Regions from separate parts of the Mus musculus genome. Here region 1 is linked to region 2. The links are chromatin contacts, called in public HiChIP or PLAC-seq maps. All regions are on one chromosome and are shown on one strand. Each heading gives the region's core, a stretch centred on a gene start, on an enhancer-like site or on the middle of the called end of the contact. The rest is flanking DNA. Distances are from core to core; before and after follow the strand shown.

Region 1 (3,327 bases), core at 538-3,037, 38 kb before region 2:
ATCAAACATACATCTTAGAATCTTGTGTCTTATTGTTCAACTATTCTGCAAAGGGAAGAGCTATCAGCTGCAAGAGCAATGTCTAAAACATCTCTGCTTTTTCGACTGTTTTATTTATAAATGGGAGGGGTGGTGAGTTCTACTGTTTCCCATGGATTTTGGCCTCAAGTATTAAACGTTAGATTGACACCATTACATATGCGAAGGAAATTCCCACAAATCATTGACCATTAGAACATTTGTACATTGAGAGTCAAGGTGCTCCAGAGTTCTTTACAAGGCTAGGTCCGAATTTCAGAAGAGTCTTGATTGGGGAGACAGCGTAGTGAGTGATAGTCCATGCTGTGCAAATACTAGGACCTGACTTGGAATCCGCAGAACCCATGTAAAAGTTGGCCACAAGGGGCATTTCTACTGGGAGATGGGAGGAGCTAGAGGAGCAGCTAGCCTGGCCTACCTAGTGGAAAAGTCAACACAAAGAGAGACCTTGGAACAAACCAGGTGGAAGGTGAGGCCTGACACCGGAGGTCACTGGGGCGAAAATACATAAATATGTGAGCTCATGCATGTGCAGCCCCTATATGTCATAAACTGTACGCACGTGCACGCACGCACGCACGCACCGGTCTTAACTTTAAACAAAGGTTAGTCCAATATAGGCATTAATGCCCCCCGCCCCGCCCGTGGAGTTAGAAGCCCTAGGGCTGTCTGTTAAATAGTGCACAGTTTAGAATACAGGAGATAAATTTCTTTAAGGAACTTCATTCAGTTCTAGTTACCTTCAGACTGCTATTTTTGCAAACTCGTAACCGTGAAACTAATTTTAAAAAAAGAAAAGAAATTAAACAGTCCTCTGTTCATTTTGCATTTCTGTACATTTAGAAGCGATTATTTGTTCCTTCATTACTGGCAGGATTAAATCCAATATTTGCTAGTATAATTTATTTTAAAAGACCTTTTGTCCTTCCGGAAGTAATTTTGAAACTTAATATTAAATGGAAACGTTGGGTGAGGATCTTTTTTTTTTTTTTTTTTTTTTTTTATTTCTTCAGTGTTTATTCTTCCACTTCTGATCAATTAATATTGAAGGTAGTGAGCCCTGAAAAACCAATTCTGGGCAGTACCTGGCCTTTTAAGTGAAGGAGTAAAACGCGGGGTACCTGCACGCCCTTGCAAAGTAGGCTCTACTAAGGCAAGGCCTTGGGGTAGCTGCTGAAGGTTCTGAGAGGTTGAACCTACACTGTGCAATCCTTCAGACACAGGAGTAGCCATGCATTCATTTAAGATCCAGCGCAGGGCTGGGGCCAGTCCACAGGCCGGCACGAAGCTTCCCGCCCCGGGCCCTTCCTGCAGAGGAAGAAGCTGGGCGCTAGGAGTGGGATCCCGGCCCACTTCCTGTCCAGCAGCTCGGGAGCCGCTTCCTCTCAAAGCCGGAGGACAGGGCTTCCATTCCCGCGTCTCAGCGAGGTTCACGGAAGAGTGTACCCCCGGTGGAAGCCGCAAGCACCGGTAGCGAGCGCGGCACAAGGGTTAGGCGCGCCGGGCTCGCCCAGGAGGCGTGGCCGGTGGCGCTGGCCAAAGGGCTTGAGGGCGGGGCGGATGGAGGAAGGGGGTGTGGCCAGAGGCGCGCGCCTTTGCGGCCTGGGGGCGGGGCGGACGGAGGAAGGGGGTGTGGCTAGAGGCCCGCGCCTGTGCAGCCGCTGCGGGGCGAGGGCTGTGGCCGGGGGCGGTTCCGGGCGGCAGGCCGGGGCGGGGCGGGCAGAGGAAGGGGGCGGGGCCCGAAGTTGTTCCGCGCTGGGCTGCGGGGCTGGCGTGCGGACCGGGCCGGGCCGGAGAAGTTTTCGCTGGGGCTGCTGAGCGAGGGTGCGGGCCCCCGCAGGCGGTGAACGCCCGCTGCCATGGCTTTCCGTAGGAGGACGAAAAGTTACCCGCTCTTCAGCCAGGAGTTCATCATCCACAACCATGCAGACATCGGTTTCTGCTTGGTGCTCTGCGTCCTCATCGGGCTTATGTTCGAGGTGAGTAGAGCGGGGAGGGGGTGCTGCAGGGGTTGGCGGTCCTAACTCCCGTCCTCCGAGGCGCAGACAGGGATTCCCGGACCTCATCTGGGCTGGAGCGCGCCCGGCTGGGATGTCCCGCACGTTATCTGCACCTCTGGCTTTGTGCACTGTATCCACTCTGGCCTGGACCTAAGAGAGTCCAGACAGCACCCCTAACTCCTAGCTGTGCGGGCCGTGCCATGCTCTGTCGCCCCCCTTGGACACCCACCACATCCTACAACTCTATCTGAATCTCAGAAACCCATACCTGGCCTCGAACCAATTGCAGAGCTGCCTTCCTGGCCCTATGGTTGGGGTTTCCTTTCTGGCGACTTGGTGCCAATGTGGGAAACTCCTAGACCAGCTGTAATTGCACAATCCCCCCTCCTTCTCTCTAGTGGGGGCCTCCAGATCTTCTAGGCTTTTCTAGTGGAAGGGACCCTAACCCTCTCCACCTCTCTTGTGGCTTTCTGGAAGTTCTTCATCCTAACCTCTGGAGCTTGCTCCAGGTGTTCACATGTGGCCCTGGCTCCATCCCAGAGGGACCTTCTGCTACCAACCTCTCTTTAAATATGACCTAAAGGGCTAGTTTTAAGATATCCTTTGGCACTTTGAACTGTTCCTGTAGATCTGTGTGAACTGGACCCAGAGCCTCATCCCCTTTGCAGGAGCCAGTAGAGGGATACTCTCTGTGAAAGGTGATTTCCTAGTCGCTGCAGGGATGTGGGGTGGGAACAGAGAAAGGGATCCTGGATTCAGCACTGTGCTGGTGTAGGCCTCAGAGCTGTCTGTGTAAACCACTAAGGGGTCAGAATCCGAGGTCCCTACTCCAGAGTGCTGCAAAACGGTGATATTGAAAAGTGGGAAGGACTTACTATAGTATATATTGTCTCCAGAGCACCATAGGTAATAGGTGACAGTCCCATGGCTTGGGTCGCCTGGTCTTGAGAACACTCATTCCTATCCTCTCTTCTGTGTAAGTTTCCTGATCTGCATTCTACAGGGTAGTAAGAAGGTGCACCATTTAAGAGTTACTTGTCTATCCCTGCATCTACCCATATCTCCCTTATCTACCCATATCTACCCATATGTCCCTGTTACCGACTCAGGACCTATTTGGCTGAAGAACTTGTCCTCGCGCTGGGGCTGTTCTTGGGTTAGCCGGGTCTGAGCTGAATGCATGCTCGTAGCTAGGCTGTCGGGTTTGCAGGAGAGAAGCTGGGACTGGGGCTGGTGTCCACATTCTTCTGGAAATTCTGTCACTTCACTTTCTTCCTCTCCTCCACTC
Region 2 (3,041 bases), core at 30-2,529:
CATGGGTCAGGACTCCACATGCAGCATGCTTCGAGGAAGCAGGGATTTCTCTGGCATTCCTAGTGTCATTACAACCAAGAGCTCAGGTCCGTGTGCCTCTAATGGAACATGGCATGCGGGATGATTTTGGTTTTGTTACAGCTGTGTGAGCACGAGCAACATTTCTGCCTTTGATTCAGAAGGGCACGTTCTAATTAAAATTGTAATGAGTCTCTCTGGCACTCTGTGTGTGTGTGTGTGTGTGTGTGTGTGAGAGAGAGAGAGAGAGAGAGAGAGAGAGAGAGAGAGACAGAGAGAGAGAGAGACAGAGACAGAGAGAGAGAGAGAGCACACCTCTATGTCATTTAGTGCTTTCCCTTTGCATGAGTATATTAACACATTGTCACTTTTAACCTTTCACCCATCGAGCTTGGCATTTAATATGCTATTAAACTCAATATTGTGTCCTATAAACATCCTTAGAGAGACGAGAAATAACTGGAGAGACATTTTTAATAGGCCCCTGTTTCTTAGCCCCTGCGCTACGTGGACCCAGCATTACACGGGGCGGCGGGGGGGCTTGTTAGTTGTTTGGTCCCCTGACCTCAGGTCAGGAGAGAGTAATGGAATGAAGATGTGGGGTGCCGGGGGGGAGCCTTTGAAAGCACACAGAGTGGTTTTTATGAGGCACAAGGAGGGTTGCCTCACTACCCCTCTGCTCCCAGACCCTCTACCTCCTGTCCCCTGTGCCCCCTTTCATGCGTGGATAGGAGCTGATCTTACTTTGCTCTTTTCGATGGTTGGGAGCGAGCTTAGGCTGAGCAGCTTGAGGATAACGTAGGACTTCGTGGGATGCACTTCTGTGGGTCAGCCTCATTCGCTCGCTGTTCTTCCTCGCTAGGCTTTCGACACATGATCGCCTTGGTTTTGGTCCTCCAATTTTTGTTGGCATTCTGTCCTGGGCTGTGTTGTATGCCTGCTGAAGTTGTTTTGGGAACAAACTTGGAAAATCTCAAGTTGCCGATTGCCTGTTTTGCTTATACTCACTGGGTGGTAGAAGGCCACTATGCCTTCTGTGAGGGGAGCTTAACTTCTTTTCCTATGAAGCAAGGGAACTGGATCTGGGATACTGTCACATGGGAACAAGCATGGTAAAGAATTTATTTCTATTGCCATGATCCAGAGGGCAGATATGGAAAAATACTGGAATCTAGTATTTTTGCTTTAACTCTGCTCTCATGGACTTATGTTCAGAAAACATGTGTTAGACATTCGTCTGTGGTTACCGAATCCTACAGCTGCTTACAGGATGAGGTCATTAGATGGGTATTTATGAGACACCTACTGCATGGGCAGTACTGGGGTGAACACAGTGAGAGAAAACAGTTGTACAGAGATAGAACTATGAGCAGGTGACAGGGTGACGAGTTTTTAGCTTTCTTGTGGGGTGGGCTGTGTCCACATGATGAGCATTCGTTACCCAGGCAGCTCTGTCCTCTCACCACTGGAGGCTGTGCAGAGAAGGTAATCAAGACAAGTAGGTGCAGATTCTTCTAGAACTGATATTTGGTGGTGTTAACCTCTACCTTGGTCGGGCTCATCAGCAGGTATAAACAGTTGCTGCATGTGCCTGATAACCCGTGTGATCCCTGAAGCCCATAGTGTAAACTCTGGATTTGGTGGCTCATGTCTGTAATCGGAGAGAGAGGGGGAGACAAGAGCCAGCTGTCAGTGAACATGTGCAGTAGCAACAGAAACAAGAGACTGTGTAGTCAAAAGGAAAGGGGAAGGTAAGACCCAACTCCTGGAAGGTTGTCCTTTGATCTCCACATGTCTCTCTCTGTCTCTGTCTCTGTTTCTGTCTGTCTGTCTGTCTGTCTGTCTCTCTCTCTCTCTCTCTCTCTCTCTCTCTCTCACACACACACACACACACACACACACACACAAACTTCATTGTGCAGTAGAACTGACATTCAAGTTTGTCCTGATACGTTCATCTACTACTGATTGTAGATTTCATCTTTGTGAGTCTGCTTCCTTTACTAGAACGTCCTTGTGACCTCCACTTTCATACTTGGCTCTTGTGTGTGCTCACAGTTCACAGGTGCAAAACCTTGAGCGTCCGCTCAGTCGAAACAAGGCCATGCCCACTTTCTGCTCCAGCTCTCATACTGTAAACAAATCATCCTTTGTCATCTATTTAGGGCCACAGTTTTGCATTTTGTGGTGTTTGTGGGGATTTCATTCTTTACCATGGCCCTTAAGTATTTTGCTGACGTGCTATCCCTAATCTTAAGAAGGAGGCAGCGTGCCTTATGGAGAAGCCATGCCTCATTTGGACATGAGCTACAGTAGTCCTGTTGACCAAGAGTTTAGTGTTAATGAACCAGCAGTATGTATCAACTAAGGTGCCTTTTAGAAGCACACCTAAAGCAAGGTTGCATGTCGATCTCTTGGTGAAATGTGACTGGTTTTTAGCACCCTAACTTTGTATTTCCCTTGGTGCAGTGCTTTGGTGTTTGTGAGTTTCCATAGAACTGCCATGCATGAAAATCGACTATGTCTTGTTTGTTGGTTTTAAGTGTGATGGCTCCGAGACTTGGCTGTGTGTTAGACTGCTGATGAGCCAGCTCAACTGAACTCATTCAGCGGCTCATTTAGTTGCCTGGGGGGAAAGGGGTGCAGGGGAGGGGGTATGGCCTGGATATAGAAAAAATTCAAGTTCTTTCAGGGACTCTGCCAAAGGCATGGTTGAACAGAGGTCCTCTACACATAGAATTACAGTGCATCTGACAAATGGATGTTGGCCAACTTCAAGAGGGCTCAACTCGCCCCATTGAAGACCCATGGCTGCTCTAGGAGCAGGACAGCAGAAACCACAGCAGAAGTCTGTGGGTGTTTGAGGCCCTGGGCAGCACCTCTTCTAGCCTGACTCAGATGATCACAAGCCAGGAGAGAGTGGGCTCAGAGTTTTAGACCTGACGGGTCCCAAGGAACAGGCCTTTGGTGACAGAGGGCAGTTCCCACTAGAGACTAACGACCTACAGTTAAAGGAAGTGAGC

Evidence for each region. HiChIP or PLAC-seq counts read pairs in DNA pulled down with a chosen protein or histone mark.
Region 1: a CTCF HiChIP or PLAC-seq map of the NIH/3T3 cell line shows a contact between it and region 2, with 22 read pairs. The contact joins the promoter of Tram2 here to the enhancer-like site in region 2. A contact is called at or near these places in 2 of 39 promoter capture datasets (the C10 cell line and pre-B cells), 1 of 15 datasets of contacts at CTCF or cohesin (the NIH/3T3 cell line), 19 of 484 Hi-C or Micro-C datasets (the CH12 cell line, the G1E-ER4 cell line, the HL-1 cell line and 11 more), 6 of 115 datasets of contacts at active chromatin or transcription factors (CD8 T cells, the HPC-7 cell line, cardiomyocytes and 3 more) and 3 of 9 other capture datasets (adipose tissue, liver and pancreatic islet).

Annotation. Positions count from the first base shown.
Region 1 is chr1:21,077,685-21,081,011 of GRCm38.p6, reverse strand. Tram2 (translocating chain-associating membrane protein 2) reads left to right here and starts at 1,787. Exons shown (of 11, transcript NM_177409.3): 1 at 1,787-2,018. The coding sequence starts at 1,899.
Region 2 is chr1:21,039,464-21,042,504 of GRCm38.p6, reverse strand. The region is part of intron 1 of Tram2 (translocating chain-associating membrane protein 2); the gene reads left to right. Among named protein-coding and RNA genes, the nearest start is that of Tram2, 38 kb to the left of the region's middle. Within about 2 kb of position 1,279, at least 90 of the 459 cell types and tissues checked have an H3K27ac peak or open chromatin away from gene starts, as enhancers often do. A contact at or near this core is called in the CH12 cell line, the NIH/3T3 cell line, adipose tissue and 6 more, where this site is marked.